Linked DNA regions of Mus musculus: all the other regions are linked to region 3. Evidence: chromatin contacts called from public ChIA-PET and promoter capture Hi-C data. All regions are on one chromosome and are shown on one strand. Each heading gives the region's core, a stretch centred on a gene start, on an enhancer-like site or on the middle of the called end of the contact. The rest is flanking DNA. Distances are from core to core; before and after follow the strand shown.

Evidence for each region. ChIA-PET counts read pairs in DNA pulled down with a chosen protein or histone mark. Capture Hi-C pulls out chosen DNA fragments and counts their contacts.
Region 1: an RNA polymerase II ChIA-PET map of memory CD8 T cells shows a contact between it and region 3, with 6 read pairs. The contact joins the enhancer-like site here to the promoter of Mturn in region 3. A contact is called at or near these places in 4 of 39 promoter capture datasets (cranial neural crest, liver and pre-B cells), 1 of 484 Hi-C or Micro-C datasets (CD4 T cells), 4 of 115 datasets of contacts at active chromatin or transcription factors (bone marrow-derived macrophages, embryonic forebrain, forebrain and 1 more) and 2 of 9 other capture datasets (adipose tissue and liver).
Region 2: a contact with region 3 is called in a promoter capture Hi-C map of pancreatic islet. The contact joins the promoter of Wipf3 here to the promoter of Mturn in region 3. A contact is called at or near these places in 2 of 39 promoter capture datasets (hippocampal neurons and stem cell-derived epiblast-like cells) and 1 of 9 other capture datasets (pancreatic islet).

What each region holds. Positions count from the first base shown.
Region 1 is chr6:54,826,789-54,831,531 of GRCm38.p6, reverse strand. All of the region lies in intron 1 of Znrf2 (zinc and ring finger 2), which reads right to left. Among named protein-coding and RNA genes, the nearest start is that of Znrf2, 12 kb to the right of the region's middle. Within about 2 kb of position 3,026, at least 18 of the 459 cell types and tissues checked have an H3K27ac peak or open chromatin away from gene starts, as enhancers often do. A contact at or near this core is called in memory CD8 T cells, where this site is marked.
Region 2 is chr6:54,427,409-54,432,560 of GRCm38.p6, reverse strand. It overlaps Wipf3 (WAS/WASL interacting protein family, member 3), which reads right to left and starts at 2,875. Exons shown (of 9, transcript NM_001167860.2): 1 at 2,701-2,875. It overlaps 9130019P16Rik (RIKEN cDNA 9130019P16 gene), which reads left to right and starts at 2,340. Exons shown (of 14, transcript NR_033635.1): 1 at 2,340-3,240.
Region 3 is chr6:54,678,097-54,682,915 of GRCm38.p6, reverse strand. It overlaps Mturn (maturin, neural progenitor differentiation regulator homolog (Xenopus)), which reads right to left and starts at 1,292. Exons shown (of 3, transcript NM_001289740.1): 1 at 985-1,292. The coding sequence starts at 1,146.

The sequences.
Region 1 (4,743 bases), core at 1,777-4,276, 150 kb before region 3:
AAATAAGTGATGTGGCTAGCAAGACTTGGACGAGCTCTCTGGTGCAGGCACACAGAGCGTGTGTTCTGTGGGAGCCACAGTCCCGGGAGGCAGGTGTAGGAGTGGGCAACTCTCAGAGAGGGAGGGCTCCATTTTGCTGGCCCTGTTCTAATTTTCATAATCAAGCTGCAATAGTAATGGCCGAGTTCTCCTGAGCTGTGTACATCAGTGCTGAGTTACCAAACCTGAGAAGTTCAGGATGGGAGCCCAGCCTGTTAGCCCAGCTGCTCTGGAAGCTAGAACTCGATCATCACAAGTCTGAGGCTTGCCTAGGCAACTTAATGTGATCTTATCGCAAACAGTGAGGGAGCTGGTGTTCCAGAGCACTTGCTTGGCATACAGGAAGCCTTGGACTCAATGCCAGTACTGGGAAATAACCAAAAAACCTGAGAAGTAGTGGCCTGGGAAGCCCTGAAGCATGGCTTGCATATGAATGCAGCTTTCTTGAATCTAACACTAATCTTAGGTGATTGATACCTCACTCTATTATACCTACTGCTGTCAAAACAGCATCCATACTGGAAGAGTTTGTGCATGTACAAAGACATAGTCAGTGATACTTATTACAATACTGGAAAGAGCTCAGCAGGAGAGCACTTGACGACTAGCACATGCAAGGTCCTACTTAATCTCTAACAGACACAAAAACTAGAACGTTCCTAGATGCTCAGTAACAGGAAAGATTTAAGGAGCTACAGTGCCTATGTATCATAGAAATGTAAACACAAAATGGCTAACAACAAGAGTTGGGTTTATATGCTCTCACAGAAAAATCCCCTAAACACATTAAACAGAAAAGTGGGTTTCAAAACTGTCTGAGGTTGCCAATTAAAGACTGTACTGCTGAGAAGAGACGCCATGGCAAGGCAACTCTCTTAAAAGGAGTAAAAGGAGGCATTTAACTAGGGCTGGCTTACAGTTTGGGGAGCAGAGGGCGTAAAGAGCGAGCTCTGACAGGTCTCTCTCCACTGTGTGTGTTCTGGGGACCAAACTCAGGTTGTCAGGTTTGGCAGCAAGTACTCTCTTATCAATAGATCCATCTCACAGTTCCCAAAATAAAATATATAAGTTAATATACAAAATTAATCTAATGACACAATGAAAAACTAGTACTCAGTCTTTGGAAGGCATGTAAATGAGTGATAATTTTCACATAAAATCAGAAAAGCAGAGGCAGACTCAGCCTCTTTGGAGTGAAGGTCTGTCCAAAGGGCAGCACTGCCCAGGTGAGGCAAGAAGCGGTAAGCCCGCCCACAAGAATTGGTAAGGACCCGCCCAGAGGGGCTCCTGGGCTTTGGATGGCCAGGAAGTCCCAGTTCTACTAGAGATGCTGTGTTTAGAGGTACCTTCCTGGACCATGACAACACAATGGTCAAAGGCAAAGAGACATTTGATACTGAATCCGAGGGAAAAAAAAACAAAAACAACTTTTTCTCTTTAAAAACAACAACAACAAAAAAATCTTTCTTGCTATGCTCCTGTAACATGGGAATAAAAAGCTATGTCTTGGGGCTGGAGAGATGGCTTAGTGGTTAAGAGCACTTATTACTTATTAATCTTGTAGACAATTTTGAGTTTAGTTCCACAGTCTGAGTTTGGTTCCACAGTCTCCCACAACTCCAGTTCCAAGGGATATATATGACACCCTCTTCTTGCTTCAGCAGGCACCAGGCATTCTTTCATAGATACAGGCCAGCCATTCACACACATAAAATTAAAAGTAAGGCTTAAAAAACAAGCATGTCTCCCAGAGCTAGAGAAACAGCTCTGAGGTCAAGAGCGCCTACTCAGATCAGGAGGTCCCAGTTTGGATCCCAAGATCCACAGACAAAGCAGGCATCCCAACTCCCAGGCGGTGAACACCCTCCTGTACACACTTACACACCCAACACCCATTTGCATATACCGTCACCCAGACACTGATATACATAAAATAAATCCACCTTTGAATTGTAACTCCAGCACTCAGGAGGCTCAAGCTAGAGTATTAATCACAAGTATGAGGCTAGCCTGCATGCAGTCTTTGCAGGGGACATGTGGATGGTGACTTCTTACATGTAAGAAAAGCCAGTTCTGGAAAATATGACCAAGTCCAAGAGAACACACTCCTAAGTGCTCAGACAGATGATTATTTTGTGCAGAAAGCTTCTAATTAGCTTACAAGTGCTTCAATTTAGTGTTTACGTGACCAGTCAAAACAAAACCATCACATATTTGAGGAAAATAAATGCCCCCCTCCAAAGACCCAAAAAGCTAAACAAAGAGTAAGAGCAACTAGTAACTGAATAGTCAGGAGGGGAGAAGGCATACACAGCAGCATCACACATGTGTGCACATGCAAAACACAGTGTGACCACATTATCAGGAGTCTCCAGAAAAGGATGCTGCTATCTCACAATAAACATGTTAAAGAAACAAAACAAAAGCCAAGCTCTAAGCAGTGTATTTCACTCTCCTTCTAAGGCAACTACGACCATCTCATTTACAGAGCTCAAAGAACATCGCCTGTCGCCTGTCTTTGTTCAGTAGCAAGGAAACAGAGATTTTTACACCAACAGCATACTACCTTTTTCTAGAGTACGTTTTTGTATGATTTAAATGTCAATGGTTTTAGTGACCAGTGATGCTGTTTTAAAATATCATAATGTAGCCGTCAAGTACATCTTAGGAAGCAATCAATACTTGCAAAGTTTTTACTACAACTCTGGCACAGCAAATGTGCTATGAAGCGTAAGTCAATAGTCTAAAAAGAGAATTATGAAGAAATTTAAAAACATATAGAGACTAGAGAGAGGGACCAGTCACCACAGTGGCTGTTGCACAAGCATGAGAACCTGAGTCTGGCAGCCAGTCTAGCCCAGCTCCAGGTGAGCTCCCAGTCCAGCAAGAAGCTGTCTTAAAAAGCAAGGTGGAGGGGCTGGAGAGATGGCTCAGTGTGTAGCACTTGCTTAGAATCAGCTAGCTTCTGGGGTTAGATCTCTAGCACACGGAAGAGTGAGATACACTTGTTACCCTGCTGCTGACAGGAAGGAGATAGGCAGATTCTGCAATGCTGGCCAGCTAGTCTATCAGAAACAGAAAGCTAGCTCTATGTTTCAAACTAAAGGTGGACAATGACAGAGAAAGACACCCAGTGTCAACCTCTGGCTTCCACATGTATGCACATCACCCACACACATGCACATTATCCACACACCCTGTTATAACTTTAACTTTTTCAAAATGTATTCATTCATTCATTCATTTAGGGTTTTTTCAAGACAGGGTTTCTCTGTGTAGCCCTGGCTGTCCTGGAACTCACTCTGTAGACCAGGCTGGCCTTGAACTCGGAAATCCGCCTGCCTCTGCCTCCCAAGTGCTGGGATTAAAGATGTGTTCCACCACCACTCTGCTCAAAATCTATTTTTGATGATGGTTCTTTAGTGCTTTAACTTTCCTTTTAGCCCACCACCCACCAGAGGTAGTAAGAAAGAAGAATACGGGGGAAGTGGACCTGTTTAGAAAGGTTCTATGGAGCAACTCCCTTCTGTGTTGTCTGGAAATCAGCAGTTCAGTTCACAGGTTAGCAGCGGCAGCTCGATCCACTTGCAAACACCTCACAGATACAACAGCAGTTCAGTTCAGTAGAGTTGGGCTAGCAAACACAGATCAGCAGAGGTGGCACTACCTAGTAGAGACAGCCAGGCCTTGGCCTTGGCAGGAGTCAGCATGAAGGACCAGGAGGAATGCCAGGAGACGTTCTCAGCTGTGTCTCTCTCAGTGAAGCGAAGCATTGCACAGCTGGCTCAATAAGCAAGTCTAGCTCAGCTCCCATCCCTGTCCGACTAGTCCTTTCTATTTGCCCTCCAAATATCACATGTCCTCCACCAGTCTTGCTCAGCTTGTGTCTTGCACGTGCAGCTGTCTCAGCTGACGTCACTCTGCCAAGTCCACAGAAGCAGCAAAAATCCAAGGCACACCACCACAAGTTTTTTAGTGCATTTCTCTCTAAGGAGTCCCAACAGAGCTCAACTACACATCGTAAGGCAGGCCAATACATTAGTGTTGTTAGCAAAGAATCCTCATCCCTCGTCCTTTCACGTGCTTGCTTTAGAACATCTTTTCTCCTATGTCTGCTTCATTCAGTGAAACGCTCCTTCACATGTTTGTCCCAGCAAAACACCATCTAACACAACCAACTTTCCAAAGAACTCTTAAGTTTCCACCTCACCCTGTCATACAGGCGTCAGCATACATGACACGGTTGAAAAGCAACAGAAAAGTCATCTAGCATTGAACTCTGACCTCCACACACTGCATGCACATGCCCCCTGCCCCCCCTACACACACACACACACAATGAAAAAAGGATTGAAGCACAAGCAGTTGGCAAGAAGGTGGACTAGGATTCACCACAAACAGATTTACTTCTTTCTAGTTAATGCTGTTTTGAGCTAGGTTTCTTCCTTCTTTTTTTTTAAAAGACAGGGTTTCTTCTCTGTAACAGTCTGGCTGTCCTGGAACTGGCTTTATAGACCAGACTAACCTCTAACTCACAGAGAGATCTACCTGACTATCTCCTGAATGCTGGGATTAAAGGTGTATACCATTACTGCCCAACATGATTTAATTTTTTTAAATTTATATATTTAGTTTTACTGGAGTTACAGGCCATGTGGATACAGGGAACCAAACCCAGACCCTTTGCAAGAACAGCAAGTGTTC
Region 2 (5,152 bases), core at 1,626-4,125, 250 kb after region 3:
TTTTACATTTTTTTGGTTTTGATTTTGATTGTTTTTTGTTTGTATGTGTGTGCGTGTGTGCGTGTGTGCGCGTGTGTGTGTGTGTGTGTGCGTGTGTGCGTGTGTGTGTGTGTCACTGAACTTCTGGAGGTCAGAAAACAATTTGCAGGGTCAATTCTCTCACCACGTGGATTCTGAGGGTTGAACTACAGTTTTTAGGCTTGGCACAAGCTCCTTTACCCACTAAGCCATCTTGCCTGCCCTTTAATAGATGTTTAAACTTTAGCACTGATATCTATTATATCTGTCAAGCATAGAAGGCAGGGAAAGTTGAGGCTACCTGGTGAAAACCCTGTCTGTTCTTCAGTGCTAATTGCATTTGATGTGGCGGCTCTCTCTCTCTCTCTCTCTCTCTCTCTCTCTCTCTCTCTCTCTGGCTCTATTATCCCTTTTGTGTGTGTGTTGGAATGACTGCAAAATCTCAACCTGTACTCTACGGTTGCTGAACAATAATCGCCTAAAAAGAGCGTTGCCAGGCTGGGCCAGCTGGCTGTCTCCCATTCCTGAAACTGAATGTTCTTAGACACACGCGCTCTCCTCCGCCCCTTCTGCTGCCTGCTGACTCAGTGTAGCACCAAGTCACACTCCCAAGTGCCTGAAACCGAGGCTCCTGGAAGGACTAAAAAGGGGTATACAGCAGCTCTACCAAGGCAGCCTGACATCTCTGCGCAGATTTGGGCACCAACAATTGGATGTGGGCGGTGCACTTCCAGTTTGAAGTGTACAGACCCAGGTCCCTGTCCTCGGCACACTCAGCTAACCCCTGTCTCTTTGCATTTCTCATCTGTGGAAAGGCACAATAGTTACAGGAACCACAGGGCTTGAGTTAATGCATATGGAAGCATCTACAGTGCCTGGCCATTTCCTGCTACTTCCCCACTGGTTTTCTCTCCCCTGTCCTTCTCCCTGTTTTCCTGATTTGGTTTTGCTTTAAAATGCATCTCTAAAGTACATTAGCTGGCAGACTTCAGCAGCCTGTGCCCTGCCATGCCCAGTGCCCTTCAGCATCAAATATCCACTTACGTTGTTATTGAAGTAAAAAAAAAAAAAAAAAAAAAAAGCCCCAAGTGATGTGCACAAGTCTAAAGCACACAACTTCCTGAGTTTCTATGTATGGGGAGCATGTCTAGACCTAAAGTGCCTTGAAGGTCTGCCCAGGCCAGTAGGAAGCCCAAAGGCAGTCCACTTCTGACCTCTACCACTACTTTACAGTTTAGAGAGGACAGCTTTTAGGAGAAGGCTGGGACTGGACAGGTAGTTTATCAGTGGAAACTCTGATCTTGTAGAACACTAGGACTCATTCCCAGCACCCACATAGTGGTTCAGGGACATTACATCCTTAACTCTAGTCCAGAGGATCCAGTGCCCTCTTCTGACCTCTAGGGGTTTCCTGGCACAGAGTCGTGCATAGACATACATGCCCGAAAAATACTTACATAGAAAGTAAAAGGAGTGAACATTAAAAACAAGGCTAGAGTGTCTGATGATTATAATACTAACTGGCAGCAAGAAACCCTCTCCTGGCCCTCTCTGAGGTGACGAAGGCAAAGACAGTGAGGCACACAAGCTTTTAAAGTCACACAAGTCTGCCCAACAAATGCTCTCACTTACATCCAAGGACCCCAGGCACAGAAGAGGAATACCACTGTCCCACTGGAAACTTTCCTCAGAGAGTCCCCAGACTGTGTGTGTGTCAGAGATACTTCTGGTTTTTCCTGAGGCCATTAGACAGGCTTCCTGGGTTTCTGGGCAGAACATCTACCCAACTCAGGTTCTCACACTCATGGCAGACACTCCAAGCACACAGAAGACATTGTTTCCACAGGGGAATGGATGCCTGGCATCCTACAGGAGAGCGTGTTCTTCTCCCAAGCTTGCTCCCCGTGAGCTCCTGGCTAGGTATCCGGGGGAATGGCCACAATTACCCAGTCCCGCACACCTCCAAAGGACTTTAAAGGCCATTTGTGGCCAGATGTAAATGGCTAGAGATAATGGATAGACAGACACATACACTCTCTGGCTCCTGACCTAGGCAGGCTTACAGATAAGCCTCGGGGAGTCAGGACTCAGCTCCTGGCCCGACTCTGTCACCAGGAACTGTGTGACCTTGGATAAGTCACTTTTTCCCTCAGGAATTGGCTTTCTTTCTGGGAAATGGTCCAGTATCCTCAGTCCTTGTCTGATTGTGCAGGTTCCCAGATCTCTCCTAATCGCCAGGGACCCTTCCTTAACATCCCCAACACAAGCAAGATCCGCCCTTTTGTTCTCAGGGGAGGGGTGGGGGGTGACGTGGGGGAAGGGAAGCAGAGCCCCCTTGGGGCATCAGACTAAGAGGCCTCCGTGCCAGAAGCTGATAACGGAAGAGTGCTGTCCTGGGAGGTCACCAGGGAGCCCTGAGGTGACCTGGTGTAGCCATGGTCCCTTTCCGACCCGTGGCGGGCAGGGAGCGAGTGGTTGCCGCTAGGGCTGCACGGAGCAGCTCCCAGACGTAGTCGCGGCTGGGGACTACAGTTTGGAGAGGGTCCTGGGCACTCTCACTCACCCAGCGTCTTTGACAACGCGGGAGGCCACTCTACCTCGGGACTGTCCCCAATACCCTCCGCGACAACCCCAATCGGCCACTTACTTAACCCAGGGCCCGGACGCGAGCAGAGCAGCTACCTGCAGCTGGCCGTAACCCGGCCGACTGGACTTTAGCTGGCGCCTCCGTCCCCGCTGTCCCCGTCGTCTCCGTCGTCCCCGTCGTCTCCGTCGTCCCCGTCGCCTCGAGGATCCCGGCTGGGCTGCAGACAGTGCCTGGCGTTGCTTCTGCGCGCCCGGCTAAGCTGGACTCTGCGCTCCTCGCTCGCTCCCAGCCGGGCTTAAGCGCTGCCGGGACGCGGAGGCGGAGCCGCCGCCCCCACCTGCTCCTGGCGGCCGCCCTGGAGCCTCGCCGCCCAGCGCACGGGGACGCGGTCCAGAGGGCGGGGTCGCTCTGGCACCCAGGAGGCGGTCCTGGCTGCGCGGCGGCGCAGCTCCCAGGTACAGAGTCCCGAGTGTGAGCCACGGGGACAATGGGGCCAAGGGCTGGAGTTCCCCTGCACGCCACCTCGTCTATATATTACAAACATTTCTGAGCCCTCGCTAAGCCCCAGACAGCGCGTATATGCAAGGGGACAAAAGGAGAATGGGACAGCCGGTTGTCCCGATGAGCACAAGCAGGTACTTACAATACGGAGCCAAGAGAACATCCAACGTGTACAAAGCAGAGGGACACCCAATTCAGACCTGGGCTTGAGAGGCAGGGGTGGGTGTGTGGGTGGAGAGAGCTGGGGGGCGGGAGGGGGAGGTAGAGAAGCTTGCTCTCAGAGATAGGTGAGCACAAAATATCCTGGTAACACAGGGAGGTAAGTAGCTTCCGGTGGGGCAGAAGTGGGAAGAAGGCAGTTTGAAATCTAGAGTGAAGCGAGTCTGTCCCATTTCCCTGTCCGGCTGTCCAGAGCTTGGAGAATGCTGGAGATTTATGCCTGAGGCTCCTGTGTACACTCAGCTGCTCCAAGTGCAGCAATTCAGGCTGGCATTTCCTGCCTCTCACATCTTAGGCATACTTGTGTTCTGGTTCGAAAAGGAAGGAAAGCTCAATTTGCAGAGAAGAATTATTTCCATGGCCATGTAGAAATCCCACCAGGTCTTCTACGGAGCCCCAAAGCACAAACTAGTTGCATGGCCAGTCATTTATCTTACAAGCTGGGCGGTTTCTGGAGGATATACTAATTCAGCTTTTTAAATGCTTGATTCAAAGTGATGGTGTCTGCAGAGTGGGGCTATTTGGGGCTGAAAACATCATGAAGTTGTTGTGTTCAAGAACCCAGTGTCTCATGGCACAAGTGGTCCTTCTTGCATCCTTTTTCTCTGGACATTGCAACAGGATTCAGTCTCTGGGAGCCACGTTCCAAATACCTAAGCCGCTCTCCCCATCGTCTCTATGGACAGAATCCAGAGTGATGACCAGTTAAAGACTAAAGACTATAGTGCCAGTGCCTTTCCTGATCACCGAGACTTTCTTAGCACACTAGCTGAGTTCAATTCCCAGTACTACCAAAAGAAAACAAAGCAAAGCCCCTCAAACAACAACAACAACAACCATAATAAACCTTATCAAAGTTAATATAGTAGGAATAGATGAGATAGCTTGGCTAGTAAAGGCACTTGTTACCTGGCGACCTCCATTGGATTGATAAATTGGAAGTGGGAGTTGTGTGTATCTGTGTGTCTGTCTGTCTGTCTGTCTGTCTGTCTGCCTCTGCCCTTCCATTCCCTATTCTCTTTATGCTTCAGTATCTAGTGATGCTACACCTAGATTTTAACCAAGAAACAACTAATGTGTTACCACCACTATCTACAACAGAGTAGAAGATGGAGACAGTGTGGTGTTGCTAAGCACCTGAGACAAAGCCAGCAGCTATCCAACTCTGGTCTATTTATTAGATGGAAAAAAAAAATGCTGTTTGTATAAACCACTGATATGGGGGCTTCTCTCTCTCTCTTTCTTTCTTTCTTTCTTTCTTTCTTTCTTTCTTTCTTTCTTTCTTTCCTTCTCTCTTTCTTACACTAGTATTTATTTATTTACTACCCATTTTGTTCCAAATAGGAGAGTCCTATTTGGGAAATAACAGTTTTTAGAGGTCCAATCTTACAGTTAAGTGTATTTCTAGTGGAAAAATGTAACTTGAGAAGAATAAACCTTCCCATCTCCTCCCATCGTTCACCAAACACCTGCGGTAGCTCACTTCCAGGTGTATGTTTATGATGGTTCTGCAACTTCTTGGGATCTTTAGTAGAAAGGTACCAAGGAAGCCCAGGTGGTTTGCAGCATGTCTTCGCTTCACCATGCCAAATATTTACAAACCAGCTCTTACATGATGAAAGTGCTCTGGTACTCAGAGAACAAAGATGGATTTGCAGCTCTGTCCTCTAGGAAGTAGCAGCTTAGCTGACAGGAAGGTGAGAGGGGCCCTGAGGTTCTGGGTGAAGGGTGATGCTTCCTGGATGGAGAGCTGATACAGAAGGGATGGACCTGCGGGAGGAAGTAATGATCACCTGAGCAAGCTCAGAGTTCAGCTTAGTGTTAAAA
Region 3 (4,819 bases), core at 43-2,542:
CTCAGGGATCCTAGGTTGAACTTCCCATGGATGGATGAGGTGTACGGACCCAGCGGGGTGGGGGGATATGTCCAGCTTTGTCATTTCACCTGATGAGCCAAGCGGTCGATGCACCATGCACCACCCCATCTTCCTCTGCTGCAGCAGCGCCTCCAGCCTCAGGCCATCGACCACACGATTACCCTCATCCCCAGCTGCCTCCATCTTACATTTGGGGACTATTATTTACAGTGCTTACAAACACTCCACGAAGCGCCATCCCTGCCCTGCCTACACACCTCCCATCACAACCGCGTGCTCTCAGTATCTCCTTCCTAAACTGTCAGCACCAGAATACCTAGTGGGAGGGATGCTGGCCAAAGGTATGGTCGCTGTAGTTCCTGGTTCTGGTCCCTCTGGACCTGGGTGTGTGGGGTTTTCCTCTGGAAAAGCCGAAAGGCCTCGGCGAGGACACAGTAGCCTCATGGCAGGCTAGAACCCGAATGGGCTACAAACACTTGCTGGCAGCTCATTGAGGAGCTAGGGAAGCAGGAGACCCGGGATAGGCGTGCCCCCGCGAACGCGCGCGTGTGCACGCGCGTGCATTTTTAAGCTCCAGGGCGTAATTCCGCAAAGAGGGTCCAAAAGATCTATCACTGCGGGTGTGGACAGAGGCTTTGTGTCCGTTTGAGAGACTCGCAGGCTGGAGAGGGGGCCCTGTTGGGAGGAGCGGCTGCAGAGTTGTGTCTGAGACCCCGAGGGGGACTGACACCTCTCGGGGACCCGACCTCGGATCCTGCCGCAGGGACTATGAGCCCCGCCCGGTGGGTGCCCCATAGAGGCTCCCATGGGATGCTCTTAGCCACGCGCCCGGTGCGCGATGGTCCGGTAGGTTGCCACACCTCCGCTCCCTGGCACCCTGGCACCCTGCCACCGCTATCCGCCCCACCCGGCCCCCCTGGAGGAGCTTGGGCAAAGCGGAGCGCGCCCGTCCCGTGCACTCACAAAGCTGTCGCCGCAGCCGTTGTCCGGACACAGTACGTAGAAGGAGACGCCCGGGTCGGCGTAGAAGTCCATCCTGCGCTCCGTCTCCTCGGCGGCGATGAGCTCAAAGGGCGTGCTGGAACACCACTTCTCCGCGACATCTGCCAGCTGCTGGAAGTCCATGGCGGCGCCGCCCGCGCCTCCTCCGGGGCTCACGGCTCCCGGGTCTGTTTACACCGCCCGCTCCGCCTCCGCCCCGCCCCCACCCCCACCGCCCGCCTTGAAAGGAACCCAAGCACCCCGGGGCCCCGCCAGTCCGGGGCCGCCCCGGCTCGTGACGTCACGAACTCTGGCCAATCCCCGGAGCCCTACTCGGCGCCGCCCGGAGCCCGGTGACGTCAGGGTGGGCGGGGCGCCCGTCTCTGCAGGTGGCGGCGGGGTGGGGCGGGGCTGGCTCCGGACCCCTGGTTTGGAGCCAGTTTGGAAGGCTTTCTCTGGAATCCGCTATAAACGCGAGGGACGCACCCAGAAGTACAGATTGCTTGGTCCTTGCCAGGGCTGATTGTAGAGGTGCTGCGAGCACCCGGGGAAACAGCTTTGCTTTCTACAGAAGCCAAAATTCGGTCCTCCCAGGAACCCAGAGTGTGTTTTCTAGACTGATTTGGAAGGAAGTGTACACGCACATCAAGCTGCGTGCTTCTTACAAATACCTTCACTGATTTGGCTTGAATTTATATTATATGACTTAAAATGGCCAACTGTTGTTTTGTTTGTTGGGTTTGAGGTTTTGTTTTGTATTTTGAGTTGCTGGAAAATTGAACCCAGAGTCGTGCTTTTCAGGCATGTTACCACCGAGCCACACCCCAACCCTGCTTGGAAAGCAAGGAGCCTGCCCGTTGACTACACCTGTTGAATGCTCTGGCTGCTGCGTGCCCAGCAGACACACTGGTTTACAGGGAGTAGAAGAGTCCTCGTCTGAACACTTGGCTTCCGGAAGGGACACATTAAATAGCATTCATTCTATAAACATTTATTCGTGGTTATTTTTAAACTGCGCCTTCTGAACCAGGAGCCTTGCTAGCTGGGGTGTAAACATGAATGAGCTGGGGTCTAAACGCCTCAGTAAGCTGGCAGTCTAGCCAAGGGGAGCCCAGCTAGTGCACCTGTTATTACAGGCAGAAGACGTTATTCCACAGTCATCTGTTTTGATCATTTCTGTGGCAGAATTTCCTTACGTTTATTTGCTTGTCTTTGCATTTGTCTTTAGACTGTGGGAGTGATTCTTCCTCTACTCCCTGACTTCTGAGGCTAAGAGAACCCACTTGACAGTGTGACTGGGATATGTCCTGGGAACCCCAGTTTCCACATCTGTGAAAATGGGTATATATTCATGACCTTATAGTTAGGGTTTGAGAAAGTGTGTGTGTGTGTGTGTGTGTGTGTGTGTGTGTGTGTGTGTGTGTGTGAAAGGAATAGAAATCCAGTGGGTTTTTCTACAATTTACTCATTTTTATCTGTATGAGTGTTTTTGCATAAATGTATTGGTGTGTACCATGTATGTGTCTGGTGTCCAGAGACCAGAAGAGGGTATTGGATAGCCTGGGACTGGAGTTACAGGCCTTTGTGAGCCACCATGTGTGTATCATCAAATCTAGGTTCTTAGGGAGAACAGCTAGATGCCTTAACTAATGAGCCATCTCTCTAGCCCTGGGTTTTTTAAATGTAGGAAATTTGATTATATGCCTAGGCTTATAGCAGTACTCATTGGTGTCCGATGTGTGAAGCAGTATTGATTAGCTTGACATTCTGTTAAACCAAGCATGAATGTTAAATTTTGGATGGCTGCTGATTTGACATGGCATTTATGTAATATGTGTAGAAATGTGCACAAGCTCGAGACTGTCTAACACCCAGAATGGATGCTGAAATTCAGTGGTGCATTAATTACACTCATCTCTCATGATCTACATTTTGACTGAAATAATGGAACAAGAGAGAGGGGTTATCTTTGTTATACAGGAGCAGAGTCTGGAGGAGGGCCAGCCAGAACACATCTGGCGAGGGGTTGATCACGAGGCTCCTCTGTGAGGGCCTTCATATAGCTTGACAGATAAGTTGAGGCAAACTCCTCTCTGCTGCCTCACTAGAGACACACATTAGAACAGAGGCTGCGTAACAAAGGACCAGGAAACTTGGTGGGATAAACTTCGGGCACAGTTTTGTAGGCTTAGAGTCTTAAAACTTACACTTAATAAGCATTGTCAACCACTTCAACACCCCTTCTAGCCCACTGTCTGAAGGGAGGGGAGAAAAGATGGTACATAGACAAGGGGATGTGGACCTGTTTAGAAGCAGTTCTTTGAGGGTGATTCCAGTCTCCGTTTGTCAGGATGCCAGCAGTCCTGTTCTGTAGAGTCAGGATAGCAATCAGGAATCAGCAGCGGCGGCATGATCCAGCAGAAGCAGCCAGGTCTCCGAGACAGTGGGAGCGACTAGGAGCAGCAGCGACCCCAAGAGAAGTTCTCTGCTGTGCTTCTCTCAAGGAAGTGAAAATCCACAGACTAGAGGTCAGCTAAGCATTGCAAGGCTAGCTATGCAAGCACACTGCCACTGTCCCTTGAGTCCCCTTTATATTCTCTCCAAACATCACAGTGTCCTCCAATAGGTCTTTCCTCAGCAAAACACCATGTGAGTCTGCATCAGATGACACAACCAGAAATTTGCACTTCAAAACTTTCTGGTTTTGTTTGTGGATTGTGTGTGTGTGTGTGTGTGTGTGTGTGTGTGTGTTGTTTTGTTGGTTTGGGTTTTTTTGGGGGGGGTGCGGGGGAGTGATGTTGGGGATGGAGGAACCCAGGTCCTCTCACACATCAGGCAAGCAATTTCCCCCTGTGCTGCAGACCCAGCCTAAGGTTACTGTCGTCTTTTAAAATCGTGATACTTACAGAAGTGCAAGGCAGAGCACCAGAACTGTGCTTGACTCCTCAGTGACACCTGTACTTCTGTGACTGAATCAGGAACGCAAAATGGTCGGACGGCCACCGGGCAGGAGTGAAAGGCGGCCACCGGGCAGGAGTGAAAGGCACTTAGCTGGGTGCAGGGTTTACTTACACTAAGATTGGCTCTCTGTAAAGCAGTTCAACCACAAACTCTAGAATCCCAACACCCAGAAAGGGAGGCTCGCTCTCAGCTCACATGGAGCTCTCCATAGACCGTCTCAAGAAACCTTTTGTGTTTCTTTTTTTTTTTTTTTTTTTCCGGTGCCCTGTGCTGGTCTCCTTGGAAGAAAGAACCTCAATTAAGAAATGTCTTCATCAGATTGACCCACGGGCAAGTCTGTAGGATGTTTTCTTGATTGTTGACTGATGTAGGAGGACAGTCCGCCATGGGGAGGTGCCACTCCTAGGCAAGGGGTCCTGGGAAATATAAAAAAGATAGCTGGCCTTGATCCCAAGAGCAAGCCAGTAAGCAGACGCCAAGGTTTCAGCTTCAGATCCTGACTCCAGGCACTGCCTAGGCTCCCTACTATGATGACTGTGAGTAGTAGTATATGTAACTCAAATATGTAATATGTAACTCAAAATGTAACTCTTCCCTCTCCAGGGTTTTTTTTTTTTTTTTTTTTGCCAGTTTTTTTCTTTTAAAACCAAATCACAGCAATATAAAGCAAACCAATACAGACTCTTTTTCCTTTTGTGATCATAATAATTTCAAAGAAAGATTGTTTATCATCATCATCACCACAGGGTTGGGGGTTGGAGCGAGGGTCTTATGCAGGCAAGGCAAGTACTCTACCCCTGCGCTATAACCCAGCCTTAAAACAAGTTTAGTCTAGTCCTGTAAAATCCAGTATAAA